Linked DNA regions of Rattus norvegicus: region 2 is linked to region 1. The links are chromatin contacts, called in public Hi-C maps. All regions are on one chromosome and are shown on one strand. The core of a region is the stretch at or near the end of the contact, and the rest is flanking DNA. Distances in the headings are between cores, read along the strand shown.

What was found. A called contact is a pair of places that touch in the nucleus more often than the background predicts.
Region 2: a Hi-C map of hepatocytes shows a contact between it and region 1, with 1.9 times the contacts expected there. The contact joins the promoter of Tcf7l1 here to the promoter of Tgoln2 in region 1. A contact is called at or near these places in 7 of 12 Hi-C or Micro-C datasets (the A7r5 cell line, Schwann cells, hepatocytes and 3 more) and 1 of 1 datasets of contacts at active chromatin or transcription factors (oligodendrocytes).

Annotation. Positions count from the first base shown.
Region 1 is chr4:106,226,472-106,233,992 of GRCr8, reverse strand. Tgoln2 (trans-golgi network protein 2) reads left to right here and starts at 4,731. Exons shown (of 4, transcript NM_138840.3): 1 at 4,731-4,789; 2 at 5,047-5,984; 3 at 7,037-7,120. The coding sequence starts at 4,744.
Region 2 is chr4:106,400,180-106,407,700 of GRCr8, reverse strand. Tcf7l1 (transcription factor 7 like 1) reads left to right here and starts at 4,280. Exons shown (of 12, transcript NM_001107865.1): 1 at 4,280-4,527; 2 at 4,612-4,675; 3 at 4,899-5,026. The coding sequence starts at 4,285.

The sequences.
Region 1 (7,521 bases), core at 3,482-5,981:
TGGAAAAGAAAATAGTACTTGGTGCTAGCATTCACCATAGTCCCTGCTACTCAGGGAGCGGAGGCTGGAGTACCCGTTGGGTCCAGAGTTTGAGAGAAGTGTGAGCAGCATGGTGAGATGAGAGGAACGTCAGGGAAGGAAGAGAACGGGAGAAAAAAGGAAAGAAAAGCTCCCTGTTATCAGGAGTTTGATAAAAATAACATGGCCCCGAGCAGATTGCTCAATCTCTTTTGAGTATCTGTGTCATCTCAGAAGCATGTGATATAACCGCTGCCTGATAATAAAGTCGCTAGCAGTGAGAAGGTGAGAAGAATCTGGATGCCCAGGATTCAGAAAACTGTCACAATTACGACAGACATGCACGTTACTTCTTTACTGAAATGATCGCCAGTCATATTTTAACCAGTGCTCCTACATTTGTGCTGCACACTCACATTTCCATCCGGGCATCCCTCCTCTTGGCTATCACAATCGCCCTAAGTAAAGATAAACCAAAGTAATTAACAAGTGGCCAGAAGCAAACTCATGTCCTATCTGCCAGTCCATCCCCCTGGCCCTCCACCTCAGTGAGAAAGCACCCCCTGCCTCCCTCCCCATCTTTCCTGTCCAATCTATCTTGGAAGCACGTTAGTCCCCTCTCCACTCTGAGCACTTTCCGTCATTCTCCCTGGACCTGTCCACTTCTTGAGATATTGCAACAATCTCCTAAATGATTAACACCCGGGTCCTTTCCCTACTACTCAAGTCAGTTCTTTCTGAAACAACCAGAGTAATGCCCAAACACCCTCCAATCTGATTAAACCTCTTCAATGGTTTCTTTTATTGTTTATAGATAAAATACAAACACCCGGGGTTCTGGGTGATCAGAACTTCTCTCCTCCCCTGCCTGGTAATGTGGACACCAGGTCAGGTTTAATTATTTGCCACTGCCCTCTCCGCCCACCCACACCCACACTATGCCAATATCCTTAAATGTTAGTCAAACATTTGTCTTAAAACAAGCAGACAGAATTTTCTTTTAAAAGCAGATTCATTTACCAGTTCACTTCCTCTAGCCAAGGCAAAGTCAACATTCTAAAGGAGGCTTTTTATTTTATTTTATTTTAAGCTCTGGAGACTGAACTAAGTACCTCTCAGATATCAGGCAAGCAGCACTCTACCCCCCACCCCCAGCTATAGTCCAGTTCCTGAAATAATCTGATAGACTTCTCACATCTCTTGTGATTTTTACTCTCTCCTCAGCAATGTAAGAGGAGAGGAAGAAGGGGTGGGGAGAGGCCGTGAAGACCACAGTATGGAGATTTTTATTCAAGTGACAGGAAAAGCACTTCTTTCTGAAACTATGTGTGCCATGTACTATTTCTTGAAACTTGAAAGCTTTCGGTCACAGGACTGCGTATTACACTCAGGGGTCTCGCAGAGCGTCACCCTCCCTGTGGCTGTAGTCCTCTCTGGCTCACTCCAAGCAGCTGACATACATTTTCTATCACATGAGACTTTCTGTTCTGGGTCACTCCCGCGTCACTTAGTTCTTGGTGTGGCTTTGTTCCACCTTCTCCTGCCATTCTCCCTCTCCCCCAAGAAGCCTGCTCTTTAGGCTCACACCCAGCTGCATGTGCTGGCCACTCGCTCAGCCAGAAACCCTAACCCTTCTCTCCTCCCACTTTTCTCCCAGGGATCTCTACAATCCTCGGTTCCTCGGCTCATCACTCAACTGATACACACTTTTCATATTTTTCTTGGCAATTCTTGGGATACAATTCTATTAGTTGTTTGCCTTAATGTCATTGAAAGCCACCTGACAAAAATAAATAAATAAAGGTTGGCGTTGGCTTACAGTTCCAGGGAATACATAGTACATCGTGGTAAGGAAATCATGGCAGCAAGAGCAGGAGGGAGCTGCTCACACTGACTCCATCATCAGGAAGCAGAGAGGCATGAATGTCCTATATTTTTTTTTTTTTTTTGGTTCTTTTTTTTCGGAGCTGGGGACCGAACCCAGGGCCTTGCGCTTCCTAGGTAAGCGCTCTACCACTGAGCTAAATCCCCAGCCCGAATGTCCTATATTTGCTCAGCTTGCTTCCCAGTTTATTCTGTCCAGGACCCGAGCCCATGAAACACTACTGTCCCCCTACAGAGTGGGCCTTCCCACCTGAATTAACCGAACCCAGATAATGCCTTAGAGGCACATCCAGGGACTTCTCTCCATTATGACTTTACATCTCATCAAAGGGAGGATCAAAGTTAACTATGACAAATCAAAAAGCAAACATGGACAAATGTCTATCTGATATTTCTCCACCTCACCAGATTGCAGCTTTATCAGATTAAAGTCTTCTTTATTCAGGTATGTTTGAGACTAAGTCTGACTTTGTTCTTCAGACTGACCTCCAAATTCTGGTTGCTCAAAAGATCCTTTGCCTCTGAAGGCAGAGAGATTGCTCATAGGTCAAGAGCCCTGCCTGCTCTTCTCACCCAGGTGCAGTTTCCAGAAGCTGGCTCAGAACCATCTCTAACTCCAGCTCTCGTGGCCTCTCTGGCTTCCTTTGGCCCCAGACAGGCACATAATATAGATGCATAAACGGAGGTAAAACATCCACACACATAAAGTAACAACACTTCTTATTCAAAAGATCCTCTACCTTAAACCTCCAGAGTATTGAGGACCATGGAACCTGGCACAGTGGTACACAACTGTAATCTCAGCATTTCCAAGGCAGAGGCAGGAAGACTGACGCCAAGTCAAAGTCTGCTGTCCCTTGGAGTGAGTTCCGGGCCTGTTATTGCTGCAGAATGAGAGCCTATCTCAAAAATGACAAAAAAAAAAAAAAAAAAAAAAAAGAATGTAGTTGTTGGAACTGTTTATTAAACAACTGTTTATGAAAATGTTCACGAATGACTTTAAGCAAATTGTTTAAACTATCCAGCACTGCCACAGATGAAGACACAAGGAACGAATGCAAATAGCAATCCGCAGAAGAGCAGACAGCAAGACTTTTTTTTTTTTTTTTTTTTTTTTTGGTTCTTTTTTTCGGAGCTGGGGACCGAACCCAGGGCCTTGCGCTTCCTAGGTAAGCGCTCTACCACTGAGCTAAATCCCCAGCCCGACTTTTTAAAAGTATATGTATGTTTTACTTACATGCATGTCTGTACACCACATGTGTACAATGACTGTGGGGTCAAAAGAGGATGTCAGATCTCCTGAAACTGGAATCATAGACTGTCATTAGGTATCTTGTGAGTTTAGGGACTGGAACTTGGGTCCTCTTGGAGGAGTAGTCAGTGTTCTTAACCACTGAACCATCTCTCTAGACCCTAAAGATGTCTTTTATGGTTGTTGTTCAATACAGGGTGTCTCTGTGTAACCCTGGCTGTCCTGGAACTCACTCTGTAGATCAGGCTGACCTCAAATTCAGACATCTGCCTGCCTCTGCCTCCTGAGTGCTGGGATTAATGGTGTGTCCCACCATCACCTGGCTCTCTTTTAAAAAAAAAAAAAAAGGTATAGTTATTTTAAAATTCTGCTTTTAAATGTGTTGCTTGAGCCAGGTGTGGTGGTGCATGTCTTTAATCCCAGCACTCAGTGGGCAGAGACAGGTGGATCTCCGGGAGTGCAAGGATAGCATGGAATACAGGGTGAGTTCTAGGACAGCAGAGGTGTTAAACATAAGAACCCTGTCCCAAAAAGAACACACACACACACACACACACACACACACACACACACACATTGTTGTGTTGAGCGAGGCAGAGTGCTTGTCTAGTGTGCACAGAGTCACAATTTTGATCTCAAGTACTACATAAATTGGAGATACAAGCCAGTAATCCAGTAGGAAGATCAGAAATTCAAGGTCTTCTTGTTTGGGCAACAAAGCACCTCATGTCCTGAACTGGAGAGATGGCTCAGGACTTGCTGCTCTCCCACAGGAGCAGAGTTCAGTTTCCAACACCACATAGATTGTTCGAAACGCCTGAAGCTCTACGGGATCCGATGTCCTCATCTAGCTCCAAAAGCACCTGCACACAGGTGGCGGGCACACGTACACAAATAAAAATCAATCTTTGATATCTGATTTCTTAAATAAATAAATAGCTCAATAGGGGCGTGGCGAGGCGCCTATAATCCCAAACACTCAGGAGGCAGGGGCTGCCCACATAACAATATAGTTTCAAACACATAGAAATTCAGGGGAGAGAAAAAAAAAAAAAAAACGTTGGTAAATACAGAGGGCCCTGGGTACCGCCAAGAAAAGGGATTGGGATCAGGATGAAATGTATTTGTTTCTAGATGGGAAAGAGCTGAACAGAGTACATTTTTGTGTTAAGTGAGAAAAGCACTACCAGCAACGGTGAGGTTAGAAACATGAACAGAGGATGCGACAAAGAGGCTCCCGGCCCCGACCCCACATCATAAGCAGCGAGAGGCGACGCAGCACCTGCCTGTCGGACAGTTTCTGAAGTACGAGGCCAAGGGAACAAGAAAGAGACTGCCGAGCTCCCCAGACTGCTGAAATAGAGAGGGGAGCTGGGGGGCAGGCCGGGGCGGGGCGGGGGGGGGAGCTGGACTTGATTTCCGGCACACTATCGGAATATACAGTCACTGACTGGCGACACCCAGTAACCCCACCCCCAAGGCGGGGTTGCGCCGGAAGAGAAACAGTCCGCCGGAAAGGGGGGGGGCACGCTCTGGAAATACCTTGCGCCCCTCTCACGTCAGTAGAGGGCGGAAGCGCAGACTACAGGATGCAGTTCCTGGTTGCGTTGCTCCTGCTGAGTGTCGCGGTGGCGAGTAAGGATACCCCCCCAAGCCCTTGTCATTCTCTCCCTTAGGTTCCCCATTCTTCACCTTGGTGGGTCGCCACGGGAGCTGTCGTCTTTCTCGCCTGACCCGACCCTCCTCTAGCAATCTCCACTGCTCTTCCATTCGGCCATCACCGCTAGGGTCTTAGAAGTCAAGCCCTTCTTTTCTCCCGGCCTTTTTTTTTTTTTTTTTTTTTTTTTTTTTTTTTTTTTTTTAACGTGGACTTACTGCTTTTTCTGTTTCAGGAGCTCTGCCATCCGCTTCTAAGCCAAACAACACATCAAGTGAAAATAATCCTCCGATTCAACCTTCCACGCCCCTGCCTCCTGGGGTTGATATTTCTCAACAGGTAAAGACTAACAGACCGACTGATCAGAGGCTGGAGTCGGATAAAGAAGGCCAGGACAAGACGGTGGCTAGGACTTCGGCATCAGTTTCCAGTGGGGTGGAATCTGCGACCAATCTCAATTTGGATGATTCCAAAAAGCACCCCGAAACAGCAGATGCCAAATTGAAGGAAACTTTGCAGCAGCTTTTGCCTGTGGACCCCAAACAGGAAAAGTCAGGTCAGAAGTTTACAAAAGATTCAGGCAGCCCCACAGGAGGTGATTCCGACAATACCACAGGAGGTGATTCTAACAAGACCACAGGAGTTGATTCTGACAAGACATCAGGAGGTGATTCTAACAAGCCCACAGGAAGTGATAATGACAAGCCCACAGGAGGTGATTCTAACAAGCCCACCTCCAAAGTCCCCTCCAATACAGAGACTCCAAAAATTGACAAAGTCCAGCTAACTGAAAAAGGACAGAAACCAACACTTATTTCCAAAACTGAATCTGGGGAAAAACTGGCAGGGGACTCTGACTTCTCTTTAAAGCCAGAGAAAGGAGATAAGTCTTCAGAGCCTACTGAAGATGTGGAAACCAAGGAGATTGAAGAGGGTGATACAGAGCCCGAAGAAGGTTCACCACTTGAAGAAGAGAATGAAAAGGTGTTGGGCCCTTCCTCCAGTGAGAACCAAGAGGGGACACTTACAGATTCTATGAAGGATGAGAAGGATGACCATTATAAGGACAATTCTGGAAACACCAGTGCAGAAAGCAGCCACTTCTTTGCTTATCTGGTGACCGCTGCTGTTCTTGTTGCTGTCCTCTATATTGCTTACCACAACAAACGAAAGGTAAGAGGGGACTGGAATGTCCAGAACCCTGAGTTCTTTGTACATGGGCAGCTATCTGTCACTCATCTGCCTGTGAGCTCAGAGGATTTTAAGATCATCTTCGGTTTTTCCTTAGACCTTGCTAGGACTCTGGGTTTTGTTTTGTAAATCATGTGACCCGTTTCCTCAGAGTTCTGCTGTAAAGTGCCAAGTTGGACGTGAATCTTGACCTGACCTAATTGTGATTCCCCTCCTGTAACTTGGAACTCAGATTATTCACAGCCTCTGTGAACCCAAGTTCTTGACAGGTAGATTTCTTCCCCTTTTCCATGCTTGAGATAGTTTACCATTTCTAGCTTTTATTCCAACTGTCTTCCATCTGGAGGCAGGAAGAATATTTTCAGTTACATAGTCTCTAACACCAGTAGTATAAAGCCCAAGAATGACTCTTCTGCTACCAAGAGTCAGAAGCAAGCCTAGAGATTGCATAAATGCACCCAACTTTGGGGTTAAAGTGCCACCCATGAAACAACCTTACAAACAACTCTAATGACAAAATTATTGTATTTCTTAATGAGCCATGAGATTTAGAAGACAGTTTCAGTAGCTTGACTTATTGAAGAATTCAGTTGGTGATAGCCATTGGGCATATGGCTCTAAAGAATGAAGAGTCTACATTCTTCGTTGTACATTTAAACGTTCATGATGAAAGCAGTAAATTAGAGAAAAGTTGAAACTGTGTGGGAGCAAAGCATGTGTTTGTAGCTAGGAAACCGTCATTATTTTTCCCCCTTAAACACCTGACCTAGAACTCTCTGGCAAGAGAACTGGCAGACCTCTAACTCCCATAATTAAATCATACAGATTTCCACAGGCTTCAGCCTCCATCTCTTGGGCCCTATTAAGCAGTATAAAGGATTTTGTTGTAACCAAGCCCCCTTTAAAATCTTGGGTGTGTGTGTGTAATTTAAATAGTCCTCTTTGTGGATCTAGGTAACTGCTTCTGATTTCAGGAAGTGAAGTCCCTCATTACAGAGTCAAATGTTAATCTGTTTTCTTTGTCCTTCCCTCAGATTATTGCTTTTGCCCTGGAAGGAAAAAGATCCAAAGTCACTCGGAGGCCAAAGGCCAGTGACTACCAACGTTTGAACCTAAAGGTAAGGAAGGAGAAACCCAATGTAGGAGGGATATGCAGCCTCCAGTGGGCCAGTTCTGGGGTTGCCGCAGCCATTGCTCCTAGCCCTTGGAGACTGCAAGTAGGACCGTCCGCACACTGCATGTGTATCTATCTACAAAGGTAGAGATAGAGAGGGCTTTCAGTCCTTTCACATTTGACAGATAAACAGATCTACCTGGAAGTGTGATTTTGTTTGTTTGTTTTCTTTCTGAGTTTCCACTCAGAGGAAATACTAGCACCTGATAGTAACTCTGTATACTTTTAAACACTTTCTTCACTATTTCAGCTCTTGACAGACAAATACTGTGATAAACACTGAACAATGTGATCAAAGCCAAATCTGATTTACTGAGTATGGGAGAGAACCTATCCATCCTCATT
Region 2 (7,521 bases), core at 3,031-5,530, 170 kb before region 1:
ATCCTAGCACTCTGAAGGCAGAGGCAGGAGGATCTCGGTGTTTTAGAGGGAGGCCATCCTCGTCTACAAACTGAGTACAAGAACAACCAGAGCTGTTACACAGAGAAACCCTGTTTGGAAAAACAAAACAAAACAAGACAAACAAAAAGATCAGGCTGCAGGCAAGCCTGTAGGGCATTTACCTAATCAGTGGTTGGTGTGGGAGGGGAGTATTCATTGTGGGTGGGGCCGCTCCAGCAGGTGGTCCTGGCTTCTGTAAGGAGGCAGCCTGAGCAGGCAACCGAGAATGAGCCAGCGAGGCACCCCCACCCCCGTGGCCTCTGCATCCCTGTAGGCGCCTGCCCTGCTTGACTTCCTGTTCCTTGTTGCGTTTGAGGATGATGTTATATGGAATTGTGAATGAAACAAACCCTTTCCCCTCCAAATCGCTTTTGGTCATGGTGTTTAGTCACAGCTGTTCAGACCCTAAACAAACGCCTTTGTTGGTCGTAGTGTAAAGATCATGCTGAGGGCTGGGAATAAGTTCAGGTAATAGAGGCTTGCCCCACCTTCAGAGAAGCCCTCTGATCCCCAGCACTGAATAATGCTAGGCAGGACATGGGAGATCGAGGTTAGAGTATACAGTACGCACGTGTGAGTGCAGATGTCTACAGAGGCTGGAAGATGGCATGGAATCCCCTGGCACTCCATCTCAGGAGATCCTGCTGCTACCGTGGGTGCCAGAAACCACACTTGTGTCCTCTGTACAACTTTTAAGTGTTAAGCAATCTCTTAAGTCCCTATTTTTTTTTTTTTTGAGACAAGTTTTCACACTACATAGCCCAGGTTGGCCTTCAACTTATGTAGCTCAAGCTAACCTCTGGCTTTGAATTTTATGACCCTCCAGTCTCTTTGTCTGGAAAGCTGGGATTGCATACATGGGCCATCATGCCTATACCCACATTTTAAAAAATTTATTACTTTCCCCACGTCATAAGTCTTTGAATACTGACGAACATATTTGCAAAGTGTCAGAGTGTCCTCCTGAATGGATGCACCATGATTTGACGTGTCAGTTTTGAGAGCATCAAAATTGTTCCTAGCTTTTCATTGTGGTGAACATTCTCTTCCAGTTTATTTCTTCAGTACCAAATCCTAGAAGTACAAGGATGAGTCAAAGCATTTGCACGTTTAAAGATTTTTCCAAGGCATTGCCAAACTTCCCTTCAGAAATCTTACACAACATGCCCAGAGCCCTGTGTGCTCATACAGGGGCCAATGCTGGGTGTTACGCTTCTTCTCTCTCTGTGCCAATCTGATAGGTGAGAAAGTTCTACTCTATGCTGCTTCAATCTGTATTGCTTCCAAGTTGACAGGTGTGGTAGGCTGACAACACCTCACTCCCAAAGATGACAGACAGGTCCATGTTCTAATCCCCGGGGCCTAGGAACCGTCTTTCGGGATTTGATTCAGCTATGAATTGTAGCCAGGCAGAAAGACAGAGTTCATTACTGGAATGGTTTCCAAATGCCATTTCAGGCCTCCAGTGTGACCACAGAAACAGAAGTTAGCAAGGTATGGTCTGGCGTAGAGTGCCAACAGCTCTGGAAGCTGTCAAGAGGCTCACTGGAACCCTCAGAGGCCATACAGTTCATTCAACTCATTCTTTCTTTTCTTTATTCTCCTCCCCTCCCCTCCCCTCCTCTTCCTTCCCTGCCCTCTCCCTTCTCTTCAGCAGTACTGGGGATTGAACTCAGGATCTCATATTCTAACCAAGCTCTCTACCACGGAGGTAACATCTTATTCCCCAGCTGCCAACGCCTTCATTTCTACCCAGTGAAACTAATTCTGTATTTCTACAACAGCAGAGACTGCTGACCTCTAAGCACACCTTTTTCTTTTTAGGCCACCAAGTTTGTAGTGATGTATCACATAGGGAAACAATACAATGAGCTCTTCATATGTTTAGACACCTCGAAAAAGTGTTTTTAAATAAGAGTTCCATAGATTCCTCCATACAATTATTTTAACTTTAAAAAAAAAAAAAAACTTCTGCAAAATACAATAACACGAGGGAGGGTGTGGAAATCCCATGCAGTTTCTGGAGGTACTCTGACCAAATGGTGGAGGAGGCCTGGGATAGGCTGTATGTGGGCAGCAACCTCCAGGCTCAGGCTCTGGGCTCACTCTTAGCTCAGTGCTCAGTGGTTCAGCCCTAAGCCATCGCTCCAACTGCTGCACCTCTGTCACCTAATTTTTGTTTTGTTTTGTTTTCTGAGACAGGGTTTCCCTGTGTGGCCCTGGATGTCCTGGAACTTGCTCTGTAGACCAGGCTGGCCTTGAACTCAGAGATCCTGAGAGCCTCTGTTTTCTGAGTGCTGGGATGAAAGGTGTGGGCCACCACTGCCCAAAACCCTAAAATGTTTTAAAATGTAACAATGAAAGATATGTGTACTAACCTTTGTCTTAACAGTGCTTCTTTAAACCCATTCTTGGTCCACATAAGCAGGGGCTCGACCTGCCCAGCCCCTTGCTGTGGGTGCTGTTGAAGAAAGATGCAGGTGAACGGTAGCCTCTATCCCCCCTTCTTAAAGCTGTACTTTCTCCCAACCCAAGGCAACTCTAGAAGACACCTCATGTGTAAGCTGTGGTTTGTTTGCTCAATGACTGGCTTGTTTTTAAAGACAGGGATCTCTCTAGGCAGCCCTGGTTGTCTTGTACCTCACTGTGTAGACCAGGCTGGCCTCAAACTCACAGAGATCCATCCGTCTCTGCCTCCCCTTCTAGGTTTTTGGGATTAAAGACACAAGTCACCATACCTGGCTTTAAGTTATGTTTAAAACATTGAAAAATAGTCTCATACTAACTCTCTAGACTGATTTTAAAATTTATATTGTCACCAATGTCCCCATGGTAGATGGCATTGTCTCCCCCCACCCCCTGTTCCCTAGCTGACTATAGATGCGTGAGTCTATCTAGTCCCGAGGATTGAACACAGGACCTCATGAGTGCTAAATACACACTCTACTGTCTCCACCCTTTCAGCGACACTTAACCTGTGAGGGATTGAGTTCATGCGGCATGGCCCTCACCTAGAAGGTAGAGAACAACTGGAAGGGAGTCCGTTCTCTACTTCTACCATGTGGTACCGGATATGGAACTGAGGACTCCGGGACCTGCTGAGCCATTTTGTTAGCCCCAAAATGCTCTCTCAAGTCCGTTCCCTACCTATGAAGCTGGTTAGGTAATTTGCTTATGGTGCTAGTAGGCAGCTTCCTAATCAGTTTTGGGAGTTCTGGGTGATAATTTCCTCTTGAAATCAGTTAAAATCCGGCCTGAACCCAAGACAGTGAGTATTGGATTTCACACCTTGTCTCCGGCTTTAAGAAAGAGTGATCTTTAAGGTTTCAGTGGTTCTTTACTGAGAGGAAGCAATCAAAAACACAGTTTGGGGACAGGAATGCCTTGAAACAGCATAGGAAAGGGAAGGGAAGGCCGCTCAGCTTGTTTCCGAAGTGTCACAAAATCTAGCTGAGTAGGACTGATGGGATCCTGCACTCTGAGGAACCGCGGGCTGAGTGGTTGTGCTCAGCGAATCTGCGACTCCTCAGCTTTCCCGCAGGGGGGCAGTGCTGCCTGCCACTGCGGTGGGAGCTGAGTGGGAACCCGCGCTGAGTTCTGGGGGTTGTTTGCCAAGAAAGTTAGGGGATGTGAAGGAGTGCAGGCCAGACTCTCGGGCTTAGCGGGAGGGGGCAAGAAGGACTTCCCAGGGTAGCCATGGAGTTCAGTGGATGGGATCTGGATAAGTACGAGGAGTAGGGTGGTCGCACGCGGAGGGGAGTTGCAGTCCCCGGAAGGTGCAAGCGAGCAGGACGCGAGTGTGAATGCGAGTGTGTGTGCGCGCGCTGCAGTTCGCCTGGTTCCGCGAGGCGCGGGTGTCAGCTTGCAGCCGGGGCTCCTCCCTCCGGCCCCCCTGCCCCGCCGGGCGGTCCCTCCCTCCTTCCCCATCGCCCCTCCCCGGCGGGCCAGGCGCTGGGACGCCCCGGCCGAGCAGGCAACGGCGGTGGCGGCGGCTAGTTGGGGAGCCCTAGGTTCCGTACTGCGGGACGATCCGGAGCCGAGCGTTTCTTGCCCCGGCTGGGCGGTGCTGGGCCCGCTTCCCACGGAGCCACGCCCTGTCAAAACTTTGTCGCTGCAGCGGCCAAACGATCGGAGCCGGGCCAGCGAGAAGGAGGGAGGGGCGCCGGGCCGGGCCAGGCAGGGCGCGGGGCTCTGAGCGCAGCGGCCCCGGCCCGTGGCCCCACCATGCCCCAGCTCGGTGGTGGCCGCGGTGGCGGCGCCGGCGGGGGAGGCGGTGGCTCCGGAGCCGGGGCAACCAGTGGAGGGGACGACCTCGGAGCGAACGACGAGCTGATCCCCTTCCAGGACGAGGGGGGCGAAGAGCAGGAGCCGAGCAGCGACAGCGCTTCGGCGCAGAGGGATCTGGATGAGGTCAAGTCGTCCCTGGTCAACGAATCGGAGAATCAGAGCAGTAGCTCGGACTCCGAGGTAAAGGGATTCCTAGGGTCAGCCCCTGGGGGACCCGGGTCCCGCTCCCGCTCACCCGCCCTCGCCTTTGTGTCTCCTCCACAGGCGGAGAGGCGCCCGCAGCCCGCCCGGGACGCTTTCCAGAAGCCGCGCGACTATTTCGCCGAAGGTAAGTGCCTTCTCCGTCATTCTCCACTCTCCGGCCATCAGCTATTGGCCATACGGGTCACCATGGCCTGTGTGGCGGAGCCCCTGCTCTCCTCCCATCGCTGCAGCAGTCACTCTGGGGTTCACTCGAGGGGCGCTCCGGTTCCAGAGTCCCTCCCCGAGCTCCAGATAGCTGTTCTGTCTAGGGGACCCCTGACCTCACTCCACTTTGGTTTTGTCCGCAGTGAGAAGGCCCCAGGACGGCGCTTTCTTTAAGGGACCTGCGTACCCTGGGTACCCCTTCCTGATGATTCCAGACCTGAGCAGCCCATACCTCTCCAATGGACCCCTGTCTCCTGGTGGAGCGCGCACCGTAAGTGTCAGTCCCGCGGTGCCGGGACTGGTGGGCGTCCCGCCCGGCGGGATGCGCCCCCAGGCTCGTTCGTGGTGTGGGGGATGGGGCCTCCTGCTGGAGCCGATCCTGGGCCGAACTTGTTTGCGGAGTTAAACTCCCCTGTGGCGGCCTAGTATGAGACTGCTTTGGCCAGTAACGGGATGAAAGTAAAGTTCTTTTAACTTCTCGCCTTTGGGAGATTGCGGCCTGGTGGGTCCTCCCAGCCGCCCAAATTCCTTGCTCCTACCAGAGGAAAACTTGGATTTGTGCCTGCCTTTGGAGGTGGGGGGGTGTGTGTTGGGGGGGGGGGTGTCTCGCTTTCCTTCCTGGAGATTGGTCAGCTTTCCATTTGGCAAGGGGGAAAGTTGGGCAAGGGCCTGGAGGATCCTGACTTGAGATGTCCTCTGACCTGCGGGTTCCCGGGGCTGCTGTGAGCTGTACAAACTCCTTATTTTGTGTGGATTATTCAAGAGCCACCCCGGATCCTCACACCAGGGCCTCAATTTTTCTGCAGAACTCTGGGTTTTAAACTCCTCTGAGATGGTTTGGAGGGCGACCCAAGGCATTCTTACTTGGCTTTTTCCCCCTTTTGTTGCGGGCTTTTCTCATTTAAAGCGAGCGCTGCGACACTTTAAACCTGTTAATGGGAGCGCATTGTGTGCTGTGTGCCTGGCATTTAGAGCGGTGATTAAGCAAATTGACCCGGCCCCAGACAATGTGCAAATGAGGGCGGATTCCTTCACCCCTCTCCAGCTCGGAGCTCCCGCCTCTCTCCTCTGTGAAAATGAGGGGTGCAGTTCGGGGCTAGCCGGGCCTTCGAGCCGATACTCCACACCCAAGTTTCCTGTGCTGATGCTGAGTTGGATGGATGGGTACATACCCTTCTGCTGTGCAGCGGCTTGCTCGTCAACTCTGCCTCGTACAGAGCTTTCCAGAGTTGGTTGATTCATTCTCACTGCTAGGCTATGTGTATGGCGCGTCTACTCCTCAGGAGTGCACCCCTGAGGGAACTAAGCTCGAATAAAAGTTCATCTTAACTAGGATTATACTCCAGGGCTGCCAAGGAAGAACGGGGTGCTGAATGGGCCGTTCTGCTGTCGTTTTGGGCCCTTACTCGGCGGAGTGGCCTCCTCAGTTTGTGCAGTGTGTGTGGATGTTCTTCACTGGTTAGGAGTTGAGGGAGGCTCTGATGGATGAAGAGGAGCATAGAACCACACCCACCACACCCCTTGCCTTTGCCCTTGGATGAAGAAAGACCCTCACAGTTTCAGGCCTGCTGCACTTTAGGATGTCAAGAAATCCCTTTGAAAGTGGATATTGATCTAGGGTTTTGCTTTGGCTCTTTCAATGTGAAGGTGTGTGCAAATGTTGGGGACCACCCTCAGCTTTCCCTCCCATGCAGGTGCAGGGAGTTCCCGTGTGTGTGTGTGTGTGTGTGTGTGTGTGTGTGTACACACTTGGGTGTATCTGAGGCTTATGCCAGAGTTATTACTTCCATGGAGATCAGAAGACAGCCTTTGGTAGTCAGTTGGACTCTCCTTTACCATGTGAGTTCCCATGATCCGACTCAGGTCATCAGATTTGGCTGACCAGTGCTTTTTCCCATAGAGCCGTGTTTCTGGCATTCCACAACCAACTCTTAGCCCACTGGCCTGGGGACTTTGATTCCCATCTCACCCCCATGCCTGTATCTTATCTCCCTGATGAATTGGCTTAAAATCGTAAGTTCAACTTTCTGGGTGTTTTGGTGTTTCTCACATGCTGCCCTGCTCAGTTACAAAGTTCACTGTTGTAGCAGGAAAGTTTCCTTTTAGTTTGACACTATCCTAGAGGGCCTGGTTAGTAAGCAGACCAGGTTAGGACCCATTTAAGCACTTGCTTGGACTGTGTGGCTGGAATTATTATTTTCTTCTCGATGATCATATCAATATAGTTAATAAGATTCATGGTACACAAGTGGTCATCCAGGCAAAATTGGACCGCCGCTGTTTCCCAGTGAAGTAGATAGTTGAGGGATAAGGCGGAAGCTGGTAGGTTGGAAGAAGATTCTTGGACTTAGATGATTCCATCTGTCTTTTGTCTAGGTCTTGTTCCTCCTTTAAATTATTCTACTGTAAGCTTTATTGTTTTAGGCCTATATGTCTAAAATGGGATACCGTTTCTCGGCTGTTCTGGATTTCTGGACATAACAAAACTGGAAGTCAAAGTGGATGCTGGCTGTAGTGCTTTAGGATTACTTATGAACTTTGGCATTGCAGACAGGAGGCCCAGAGCACTCACCACTGGTATCTCTGCTGCCTGGACTGGGGACTTGCCGGTCCTGCAGTCAGGCTGTCTTTCTCTATAGCCAGTCTCCTCTGCTTTCTCCTCCGGCCTTGGTGGAATGCTGGGAAATGGTCTCTTCCTGAGACTCTTTAGAGGAGAGGTCACCTTACCCTCAGCTAAGGGACAGGTTTTAAGACAGGGTCTCATTA